Linked DNA regions of Arabidopsis thaliana: region 1 is linked to region 2. A link is a contact called in public capture Hi-C data. All regions are on one chromosome and are shown on one strand. Each heading gives the region's core, a stretch centred on a gene start, on an enhancer-like site or on the middle of the called end of the contact. The rest is flanking DNA. Distances are from core to core; before and after follow the strand shown. Region 1 holds the start of ADF9 (actin depolymerizing factor 9). Region 2 holds the start of SQS2 (squalene synthase 2).

What was found. Capture Hi-C pulls out chosen DNA fragments and counts their contacts.
Region 1: a capture Hi-C map of seedling shows a contact between it and region 2, with 1.7 times the contacts expected there. The contact joins the promoter of ADF9 here to the promoter of SQS2 in region 2. A contact is called at or near these places in 1 of 26 Hi-C or Micro-C datasets (seed embryo) and 1 of 3 other capture datasets (seedling).

Annotation. Positions count from the first base shown.
Region 1 is chr4:16,650,876-16,656,768 of TAIR10.1, forward strand. It overlaps ADF9 (actin depolymerizing factor 9), which reads left to right and starts at 2,829. Exons shown (of 3, transcript NM_119663.4): 1 at 2,829-2,923; 2 at 3,008-3,267; 3 at 3,568-4,080. The coding sequence starts at 2,909. The coding sequence ends at 3,718. AT4G34960 (Cyclophilin-like peptidyl-prolyl cis-trans isomerase family protein) reads left to right here. Exons shown (of 6, transcript NM_119662.4): 6 at 1-154. It overlaps SLP2 (subtilisin-like serine protease 2), which reads right to left. Exons shown (of 1, transcript NM_119664.3): 1 at 5,747-5,893. AT4G34975 (a tRNA gene) reads left to right here and starts at 4,411; the gene lies at 4,411-4,484.
Region 2 is chr4:16,538,193-16,544,361 of TAIR10.1, forward strand. SQS2 (squalene synthase 2) reads left to right here and starts at 4,050. Exons shown (of 13, transcript NM_119631.3): 1 at 4,050-4,379; 2 at 4,464-4,506; 3 at 4,640-4,729; 4 at 4,817-4,892; 5 at 5,020-5,089; 6 at 5,194-5,343; 7 at 5,445-5,549; 8 at 5,630-5,776; 9 at 5,890-5,965; 10 at 6,095-6,169. The coding sequence starts at 4,185. SQS1 (squalene synthase 1) reads left to right here. Exons shown (of 13, transcript NM_119630.4): 1 at 1-491; 2 at 850-892; 3 at 1,042-1,131; 4 at 1,223-1,298; 5 at 1,460-1,529; 6 at 1,804-1,953; 7 at 2,062-2,166; 8 at 2,269-2,415; 9 at 2,591-2,666; 10 at 2,827-2,915; 11 at 3,013-3,104; 12 at 3,271-3,313; 13 at 3,407-3,832. The coding sequence starts at 297. The coding sequence ends at 3,463.

The DNA.
Region 1 (5,893 bases), core at 1,579-4,078, 110 kb after region 2:
TTATGTAGATATATTTATTATGAGTTGAATTATTGTATACATTCTATCATTATTTTCACCTCTTACGTATGATACAATTCTGACATACATAAACATCCAAAAGTATCAAAACAATTTGCCAACTAGTTCTTACTATTCTTCTACTCGCTTTTCCGGGAGAAAAAAAAAATAAAAAAAAATTCGTTGATTAACATTTTTAATAAAAAAAATTGTTCCTGAATTATGCCTTTATTAGTTGGGTTAAAATATAATTATATTGACATATCTAATTAAACCTCTTTACACTCAAATCAAGACCTACAATTTCACAAGTTTAAGGTTGGGATTACTCGATATATAGAATGAAACTATTGCAACAAAAAAAAATAAAAAAATGAATGAATAGGATTGATGGTGTGATAAAAGAAGAGATGAATACAAAGAAGAAACGAACACAAGTATTGTGAACAAGTCAAAGCCTAACTATTGAACAACTTTAGAAGACAAGCCACCAAATGTACAAACAAATCCTCCCAATAACAAACTACAAAAGAGAAATTAATCAATTAGAAATCATAAGACATATCGACACATGCTAATGGTATTATCTACTTACACCTCATCAAACTCGTGCATGGGCTATTGTTATCCACATATGTATACAGTCATGGTTATGTCCCCTCAATCTCTTCCAGCTTGAGAACTATTTGTAAACCACTAGTCAATTATTTCATATTCAGTTCATAGATAGCCTATAAACATTACATATTATATCTCTAGAGATAACAAAGGGGAGCAGGAAGTGTTAGTACTGTCGACCTTATGCGCCCATATAATTCTTCCATAGCTTTAGATTTTAGTGTTTGGGCTATTTTAATTGCACCCGAATAATGACAGGTAGGGGTCCATGCAAACTCATATTCATGTGCATATCATCATAAAATATCCAAAAATCTATCTTATCTATATAACTTCATTGAACAAAACATATATATATTCATGCAGACGTATGGCATGATACAGTTAATGGTCTGAATTGCTCAACGTAAACCATACATGCACTAGACAGTTTCATGGGAAGACTAAGATTTTGGGACTGCAAAATTCTTCTTGGAATTGTGTAGCGGCTTTCAACGTATCTTTAGGTTATATTCGGTGAACCCTTTATTTACCGGCACAGAATATTACGGTTGATATTCAATTGATCAAACAATGTGAATTAGACGTCTAATTATTGATGGTCGCCATATGAATATCTTCTTCTTCCTTTTCCAAACCAACACCAACATCTTTTAATCGATAGAAGTGTCAATTCGAGCTCGACTCTCACATCTAATGCGTCATTATAAGATTGAAAATCAGAGACTTGAAGTTTTCGTTTAGGAACTTAAAATGAAGTTTATAACTATTGCTTAACGTTTTTGTTGTTCATCCCAAGAAATAATTGACGTTTTCAAGTTAGGTTTTTCCAACCCAATTTATTTTATTATCCAATAATATTATAAATTCTCTAGTGAAATTTCATTCCTTAGCTTCCACGCAAAGGGTCGCTTGAGTTTTGAGTAACACAAGATTGGAGAGATCAATGAGAATGTTGGCATTGGATCCAATCCTACTATTTGGGACCAGCTTCACTCGATTCATCGCGTCCTATTTTTGTCCGTTTACACATCTTCGGATCATTCAATTCTTGTTTAATCATCTTCATTAGTAATAACGTTGCCACTTTATTTTTAAGACGGATTTATCTTCTGCAACTCCCAAATTCATATTCGCTAAATCTTCTCTAAACTCAGCATAATAGTTAACTTGAAAAAGAAAAAAACGAAAACGATAACTAAGATGGTGACCACTCGCATGGTTTAGTGATGAATTTAGTTAAACCGTATGTTAATTTCCTTGGTTAGGCTCTTCAAACAGAAATTCGAAAACGATATCAAATGCTCCATGATAAGTTTATGATTTCTTAGCATTGTCTAATCTAAGAGACTAGTAAGAACATGAAAACAATATTCGTTAAACCAAGTGGTAAAACAACTATATACAGTATGTGTTTTTCGATTATAATGTTGTTAACTTTTAAGATTATTATATTTTATATTATTTCTTAAAATATGTTGAGGTTTAAAAGATTTCTTTTCAGAAAAGGATTAATGTCTTCAGCAATATATGCTAGTAATTTACTAAGTGATATTTTGCAAGTTTGTTGGCAATATTTAACCTTTTCTGAATAAAATAAATTCAATATTAAGAAACAAAATTATATACATATAGTAGTATTTAATTGTTATCTATTTTTAAATTATATGTGAATAAAACAAAGCAAGTGTAACTGTGTAATTATAACATTGGTACACGCACGGGAAAAAACACAGCTAGCAAATTGAAACGTTAATTTGGTAAAGAAGAAAAATATTTTATTTTTAAAAACACTTAATATAGTTTTAATTGGTGATTTTCCCAATTCTGAACATATATATGATGATAAGTTTTCCATCCCAAGTTGTTTTTTCTCATTAGTCACTGGAAACATTAATTACCAGCAATCAGTAGTTACTTTGGTATTCCCCACACAAATTCAAATTTAAAAGAAATAATTAGTAGTACTTCTTATGACTGTTTTTTTTACTGAATAAAAAAGAACTATATATAGGTTGTTCTTAACTATAACCACTAAAAAAAGGTTCTAAAATTAATTTTAAAAAGAAAAATATATGAAGTTAACTTTTATATATTACACATCAAATTCCAATTTCAGGGGCTGGTAATTTGGTAATAATTAAAGAAACTCAATGGCAATGATTTAAGCACTTCTTTATATAAGTCCACCAAACTACACTGATCTCCTCAACACCACACACAGCAAAACAAAAAGCTCTCTACACTCAAAATATAACGAAAGAACAAGAAGACATCATCTTAGCTCACTATGGCTTTGAAGACGGTAACAATATACAAACTTTCTCTATTTTTTCCACTTTTGATTTAATGAATCTAAAAGAAAATATTTTGGATGATTGGTATATAGGCGACGAGTGGTATGTGGATGACGGATGATTGCAAGAAATCGTTCATGGAGATGAAATGGAAGAAAGTGCATAGATACGTCGTTTACAAACTCGAGGAGAAGTCTCGGAAAGTCACCGTCGACAAGGTTGGTGCCGCCGGCGAGAGCTACGACGATCTCGCTGCTTCTTTGCCGGAGGATGACTGTCGTTACGCCGTGTTTGATTTCGATTACGTCACCGTCGATAACTGTCGTATGAGCAAGATCTTCTTCATAACTTGGTTAGTGTCACTATCTCTTGTCTTTTCGATTTCTCGAATTGTCGATTTTACCCTTTTCCCACCATATAGTTCTATCGTCTCACTCGATGATCATCAAAGGATAAAATGGTCATTTGGATGTCCTAAGCCCAGGCTTTTTAACCCAAGGCCGGTTTGATCAAATATAACCGTACCGAATAAAACCAATCAAGATAATTGATTCTGTTTGGTTAAAAAATGGTTTACTTTATATCTTAAGTCGAAAAACTAGTAAAACCACTGAAACTTAATCAATCCATAATGTGGTTGTTATTGGAATAGGTCGCCGGAGGCTTCAAGGATAAGGGAGAAGATGATGTACGCGACGTCGAAGAGCGGACTGAGAAGAGTGTTGGATGGTGTTCACTACGAGCTTCAAGCCACCGACCCAACCGAGATGGGATTTGATAAAATCCAGGACCGGGCCAAATGATCACAACACATAACTGGAGTTATATCGTCAGTAACTAGCTGTTCTTAACAGTTATGACTTATGAGCAGCAATTAATTATCTATTAATGTTATTTAGTGCTTAACCTCTTCCCTTTGGTTGTCAAACAAAATGATTTACTTCTATTTTGTTGACAATAGTACTAAACTATTATTAGTGTTTCAGTTTAATTGTTGTTGTTTAGTTTTTTAAAAACTATGTTGAATGTTATTTTGTCTCTTTTTGTCACTAATGCTAATAAAAAGAAAAAAGTTTTAATATGTTTGACTTGAACTGAGGCATGAGGATAAAGTTTTGATTTTTGTAAGACAGTTCAAGCAAGGCATCAGTAAATTTAAGTATCAAATCAAATAGTAAAAGTTACTAAAAGTTTTTCGGGTTGGGTCTAGTTCTTGTGCTGAATATCGGAATTGAGAAATAGATCTTAAACAACTCAAATTGTATTGTTCATCTACAAGCCCACGTCCCATGATCCAAATCTTTCAATTCTCAAATTGAATTTTTGTGACGAGGCAATGAAACATAAAATAGTTGGACCGGTCTACACATTTGTATATGAACTACACTCACTTGAGTCTAGGCCCAATAATTACTAAAACTAAAACCCAACTCAGCCCAAAAACCTTTTCTAGTATCTATTTAATTATATAGAATTCTACTAGCTCAACAGAAAGGCTCTCGTAGCTCAGTTGGTTAGAGCACCCGTTTAGTAAGCGGGAGGTCTTGAGTTCAACTCTCAACGAAAGCAGAATTAATTTTGCATCTCGTTTTGGTGGGACCCACCCACATTAACCTCGAAATGATGAAATTGTACGTTTATTGATGGGAGACATTTAACTTCGAAATCTTTAAATCTCAATTCAACATTTCATGTGCCACTTGACGAAAACAAAAAATCAACATTTCATGTGCCCCATCATTTACATTTTTTGCAAACTTTAGTAGCTTCCCTATTTTAGTTGAGACACAACTTTTTTGTAAATATAATATTTTATAACAAGTTAAAGTTTCAATCTAATTGTACTTTTAGCAGATTTAATTACATTGATAAGCAACTATTAGTAGATGCAATGTCGAAGAACGAACCCCTTTTATAAAAGCTTACAACTTTTACGGTTGAAAAGGGTTACACTTTATATATCAATAATAATTTTGTTGATACCGCTGGCCTGTCACATTGGACCCATATAAGGTCCACGAAACTTTCAATCTTCGTCCCACAAAGAACTTGATTTTTGTTATCTTCTATAAATCCACACTTGGTCAGGTTTTTCAATTTCACAACTAGGAAACCACCAACCCAAATTCAGACTAATTTTCGTGATTTCTGAAAATTTCATAGTACTAAATTATGCATGGGTAACTCCGCTTCTGAGAAATCTGAATATTTGTATGACCATAAATATCAAATGGTTAGTTGGATGCTCATATTGGCATGTGAAATTTATTGAAACGAAATTTCCATTTATTGACTACAGAATTAGGTTCCATTCCGACATGTGTGTGCCTTTCAACCCCTCTTTCACATCCCTTTGTTTGCTCACGCAAGGTTAATGAACTTCACCAATTGTTACCATTTCTTGGACCAACTTTCACATGAAATTTACGATATACTACTTAGTTACTAATGAGTAATGACCATGTATAGAGCATGCTAATCACTAAATCATAATATAAACAATGAACTTACCAAATTCATTTTCCCTAACTCAAAATATGAGTTGCTTAAGTACTTGAATCTTTTACATGGTGTAGCTATATACGGCCTATCATTTTTACTAGACGCTACAGAATCTATTTATAGATATTAATGAACCCAAGTAAAGAAATGGGTCCTCACTGCTTATTGTTTTACTGCTTATAATATTTTTTAGGTGGGAACTCAAATAAACGTCAAAGTATCCATGGACCATAGTTATGAATGCCACTTTGCTCAGATCAATCATCTCTGTTTCCCATGTCGAAATCAATCATCTTCTATCATTATGTTGTCTTTATATCATCTGGGGTCTTAAATCGTTCTAATGCAATGATTCCATAAAATTTGTACATCATTGATCTTTCAACTTCTATTTTTTTGCCTTCATAATTTCTTTTTTATAATGAATACAAGTATTAAACATTGTTTCCTCTCATTTTGCTTAACTATAGATAAAA
Region 2 (6,169 bases), core at 2,800-5,299:
TTTTCAATTTCATTGGCTCTGACATTTTGTTTTTAATTAAAAAGGAAGAAACAAACAAAATGTGAATCCTTGTGAGTTGGCTCACTGGCAAAAAAGAAAGAAAAAAAATTCAGAAGCCTTTGTTTTCATCGATGAATAAATTAACAAACAAAACTAAAAAATAGGATATTCGCTGGCCGAATCGCGTCGATCCACATCGCAGGTGAGGGTTCCTGCAATTTATCCCTCGTGGTCTCTGAATCTCAGATCGTCGTCAACGAATCCTCCATTTTCTGAATCAAAATTTTCTGGAAACAATGGGGAGCTTGGGGACGATGCTGAGATATCCGGATGACATATATCCGCTCCTGAAGATGAAACGAGCGATTGAGAAAGCGGAGAAGCAGATCCCTCCTGAGCCACACTGGGGTTTCTGCTATTCGATGCTCCACAAGGTTTCTCGAAGCTTTTCTCTCGTTATTCAGCAACTCAACACCGAGCTCCGTAACGCCGTAAGTTCTTCTCGCTCTCGGCCTCTGTGTTGGTCAACGTCTTCAATTTTTGGAGGAATCCAGATATCTGACACTCATTTATTGTTGACGTCGGCGATGATTGGTTTCTTCTGTAGAATCCGATGGCTTTGAGAGTTTGTGTTCCACTTAGTTCAATATGAGTTATGCAGATTCTTATTAATTGATTCTGCAGTTTCTTCTGAGCTGCAGTAAATGCAGATTGTATTTTAGTGAACTATGATTCGATATGTTTCCACATATAAAATGGTGTGTGTGTTCGATCACATGCTATCAGTGTAGCTGTGTTCAGTCTTGCAGCATTTTCTTATTCAATTTTTTTTTTTTTTTCATTTTGTAGGTGTGTGTGTTCTACTTGGTTCTCCGAGCTCTTGATACTGTTGGTTAGTGTCTCTTAACTTTGCTTTCAAGATTACCTTGATACGATGAGGCTTCTCCAAAATCTGCTATATTTCTGTTTTGAAATGCTTTTATGTTAGAGCCATCTTTCTTCTTCGTGCTTCTGCTGCTAATATTATTTTTTGTACGACAGAGGATGATACTAGCATACCAACTGATGAAAAGGTTCCCATCCTGATAGCTTTTCACCGGCACATATACGATACTGATTGGCATTATTCATGCAAGTCTGAAGAGTCTCTTAACATCTTCATCTTTCACATTCCATTAATCTTTGACTGTCTAACTGACAAATTTTACTTGTTCAACTTTAGGTGGTACGAAGGAGTACAAGATTCTAATGGACCAATTTCACCATGTTTCTGCAGCTTTTTTGGAACTTGAAAAAGGGTTAGTTCTAATATTTGCTATACGCACTTCTGTTCTACTTTATAGATTTTTTCTGCTCATGTTGTCTCACGTTTATTGAGTTACTCAATTTGTTGATACTCTTATCTGCTTTCTGACAATACTAATTACCTCATTTTTAACATATGCTTTTGTATATGAAGGTATCAAGAGGCTATCGAGGAAATTACTAGAAGAATGGGTGCAGGGATGGCCAAGTTTATCTGCCAAGAGGTCTGTGATACAGAGCAGTTTTCGTAGTTGGATTTGTTTTTGAGTTATGGTGACAAAATGTCTTGAGCTGGACTGAGGTCTCTGTTTCAGTTAGAATTCTGTCATGCTTAATCTTTTCATAAGTCATAAATATTGGAATGCCTCATGTGATGCTTCTATGATATGACAAGTAGTAATTGTATTGAAAGTACCAAAACTTATTTATAAGTTTTGTAAAGAAATGAAATCATTTGTTTACCGATCCAGTTGATCCAGTTTTCACTATTATACACAGGTAGAAACTGTTGATGACTACGATGAATACTGCCACTATGTTGCTGGGCTTGTTGGTTTAGGTTTGTCGAAACTCTTCCTCGCTGCAGGATCAGAGGTTTTGACACCAGATTGGGAGGCGATTTCCAATTCAATGGGTTTATTTCTGCAGGTACAACAATGTATTTTGAGGTGTACAATGTTTCTTCTTCCTCAAATCTTTTGCAATTTCGGACAATTTCTATCATTGAATGATTTATAACACTGGTCTTATTTGCAGAAAACAAACATTATCAGAGATTATCTTGAGGACATTAATGAGATACCAAAATCCCGCATGTTTTGGCCTCGCGAGATTTGGGGCAAATATGCTGACAAGCTTGAGGTGCATACATACCACTCTCAAGCTCTCATCTTAGGTCTGATGTTACCCATATTGACTATTTTCTGACAGTGCCTTTTTGGTGATTTGTAAATTGTAATGTAGGATTTAAAATACGAGGAGAACACAAACAAATCCGTACAGTGCTTAAATGAAATGGTTACCAATGCGTTGATGCATATTGAAGATTGCCTGAAATACATGGTTTCCTTGCGTGATCCTTCCATATTTCGGTTCTGTGCCATCCCTCAGGTTAGAGAACGAAATATCACATAATTGTTAAGTCTTTAAACTTCACATTGAGAACTGTTTATATTGTTTTCCTCTTCATATGGAATTAGGTATTCTCCTCTTTAACTACGTCTGCACTAATATAGAATGCCTTAGAAGTTAATATTGCTTTGCTTGGGTGTATTTTCTTGATTAGATCATGGCGATTGGAACACTTGCATTATGCTATAACAATGAACAAGTATTCAGAGGCGTTGTGAAACTGAGGCGAGGTAAGATGTTAAGCCTTAGAAATTATGTAGGCCAATCCCTAATTTCTATTTATGAGAAAGGAAAACCCGTTATCTTTTATTATCAACGAGCTTGAGAACGTGTAGTAGCTAGCCTTATTATCTGAAGGCTAATATCGCTGAACAACTATCTATTGTTTAGGTCTTACTGCTAAAGTCATTGATCGTACAAAGACAATGGCTGATGTCTATGGTGCTTTCTATGATTTTTCCTGCATGCTGAAGACAAAGGTAGTCATCAGTTCCATGTTTGTGATTAGTTTTTCACTCAGTTTCTGTTTAAAGAAAAGAATCATATGTGAATTTTCTATCGACATATATGACATAGGTTGACAAGAACGATCCAAATGCCAGTAAGACACTAAACCGACTTGAAGCCGTTCAGAAACTCTGCAGAGACGCTGGAGTTCTTCAAAACAGGTACAGTCTTTTATTTAATCCCAAAAGCTGCATTAAATCCTCTCACTAAGAAACTGGTCACAAGCACCTATAACTAATCTTCCAAGTATTCTAGAATAGGATGATATTATCATAATCTTTCTTTCTGGTTGGGTTTCTGCTGAATCATTGTGTCTCTTCCTTTCAGAAAATCTTATGTTAATGACAAAGGACAACCAAACAGTGTCTTTGTAAGTTACATAGTTTCCCTTTTCCATATAAGTATCTCATTTTTAAAAAAATACATAAAACTTATATTCTATATATTCTACCCGAAAATGCAGATTATAATGGTTGTGATTCTACTGGCCATAGTCTTTGCATATCTCAGAGCAAACTGAGTGATCCATGTAAGCGAGTCTGATTGTATCACCATCATTCAAGATGTTCAGAGCAAATTTGAGTGATGAAGTAATCTAGGTTGATTCTTATTCACGCCACTGAATCCTAAGCAAGATTGTTTCCAGAACAAACAGAGTTTAAGCATGGTTTAGTCTAAAACCATGGATTCTATTTTAGTTACTACCTTCGTTATCTAAACGTGCATTTGTTCATCTATTTTTATTCCTTGTGTTTAAAGTTCTTTCTTTGTTTAGTTGCGTTTCTTCTTTCGTTCTCTTTTGGCATGTTTTAAGATTAATTTTACCAACAACAACCAGATAAAATCCAAATGCAATAAGAAAGAAAGAAAAATGACAATCGAAGACTGAAATCTCTTCTTTCTTTTTAGGTCGGCAAAAAAGTCTCTTCAAAGTATATAAAACAAAAACATGAATCAAGATTAGATTTATCTTTTTAACGTTAAGTGTGTAGCACGCGGCAAGCAATTTAAATGCAAAAATAGAACATAGTTGGACCAGTAACATGTATCACCGTGGCAAGCTTAAGAGCAAGGCTAATAGCGATTCTGTGGAAGTGCAAGGTATGCAAAGGCCGTGGGGTCTATTGATTTATTAATAGGGCCATATTTGTTGAATTATAGCACATGGCCTACCATTTTGTTCCCCAACAAATCCTCCATTGTTTCAAACGAGTTCTGTTTTTTCTCCTCTGTTTCTAAAAATGGGAAGCTTGAGTACGATTTTGAGACATCCGGATGAGTTATATCCGCTCTTGAAGTTGAAACTTGCGATTACGAAAGCTCAGAAGCAGATTCCACTTGAGCCACACTTAGCTTTCTGTTATTCAATTCTTCACAAAGTTTCTAAAAGCTTTTCTCTTGTTATTCAACAACTTGGCACCGAGCTTCGTAACGCCGTATGTTTTTTTTTTTTTCTATATATAGCTATGTTACATTTTTAGTTACAGCAATATTTCAAACATTTTCTTTGTTTTTATTAGGTGTGTGTGTTCTACTTGATTCTCCGAGCTCTTGATACTGTTGGTTAGTGCTTCATAACTATAGTATCCATATATTACCTTTGATTTGATGAGTCTTCTTCTCCAAGTCTTTTGGTTTTTTAATTCTTGATGATAGAAAAAGTTAGTATCATCTTCTCATATTTTTGCTACTACAGAGGATGACACAAGCGTACCAGTGGAGATCAAAGTTCCAATTCTGATAGCTTTCCACCGTCATATATACGATGGTGACTGGCATTTTTCATGTAAGTAATAAGAAGAGACTTTTCACATCTTAACCTTTCAGATGAAATTCTTTTCTTTTAACTTAATTACTCTTCATTCAATTTTAGGTGGTACAAAAGAGTATAAACTTCTAATGGACCAATTTCACCATGTTTCTGCAGCTTTTCTGAAACTTGAAAAAGGGTTAATTTGCTATATACAAATTCTGTTCTGTTTTTTATAAATGTTCTTGCTCATTTATTGATTGATCTACTGAATTTGGTGATACTAATTTTATGTTTTGTTTTACTAACTTATATATACAAAAAAGGTATCAAGAGGCTATTGAAGATATAACTAAAAGAATGGGTGCAGGAATGGCCAAGTTCATTTGCAAGGAGGTTTGTGATACACAGAATCTTTGTGATGTAGATTTTATTTTTTTCAGTTTTGAAGTTAAGCATCAAAACTTCTGAAGAGCTGAACTTATTTGTGTATTGGACAGGTAGAAACAATTGATGACTATGATGAATACTGCCATTATGCTGCAGGACTTGTTGGTTTAGGTTTGTCAAAAATCTTCATTGCTTCGGAATTAGAAATACTGACTCCAGATTGGAAGCAGATTTCAAATTCTACAGGTTTATTTCTGCAGGTATTCATTACAATGGTATAATATTGACATGTACAAGGTTTCTTCCTCAAATGTTTTTTGCAATCTTTGAAGTCTTTTGTATGTTATATCTTATTTGCTAGAAAACAAACATTATCAAAGATTATCTTGAAGACATTAATGAGAGACCAAAGTCGCGCATGTTTTGGCCTCGTGAGATTTGGGGAAAATATGTTGACAAACTTGAGGTACATAAACTTCACTCTCAAGCTCTCATCTGAAGATCTTATATTATAAAAAACAAATGTGACTCTTTCTAATAATGTAGGACTTCAAAAATGAGGAGAAAGCTACAAAAGCAGTGCAGTGTTTGAATGAAATGGTCACTAATGCATTGAATCATGTTGAAGATTGTTTGAAATCCTTGGCTTCACTGCGTGATCCTGCAATATTTCAGTCTTGCGCCATCCCTCAGGTTAGAGAAAAAAAACAAAATTCATCCCCTCTAATCTAATATTTTACTCTGCTTCAAATATCAACCAGAGAAATGTTTATGTTGATGTGACATTTTCTGTTTATTTGGATTAGATCGTGGCGATTGGAACACTTGCGTTATGCTATAACAATGTACAAGTGTTTAGAGGTGTCGTGAGATTGAGACGAGGTAAAATGTTTTATCTTGGGATTGGTTTTCAATCTGACACAATTTCATCATCTGAATCCCAAGGCTATTAACTTGTGAGTTATGTTCTATGTGAAAGATTATTTATTGACAAACAATTATATTGTGTAGGTCTAATAGCTAAAGTCATTGATCGCACAAAGACAATGGATGATGTCTACGGTGCGTTCTATGATTTTTCTTGCA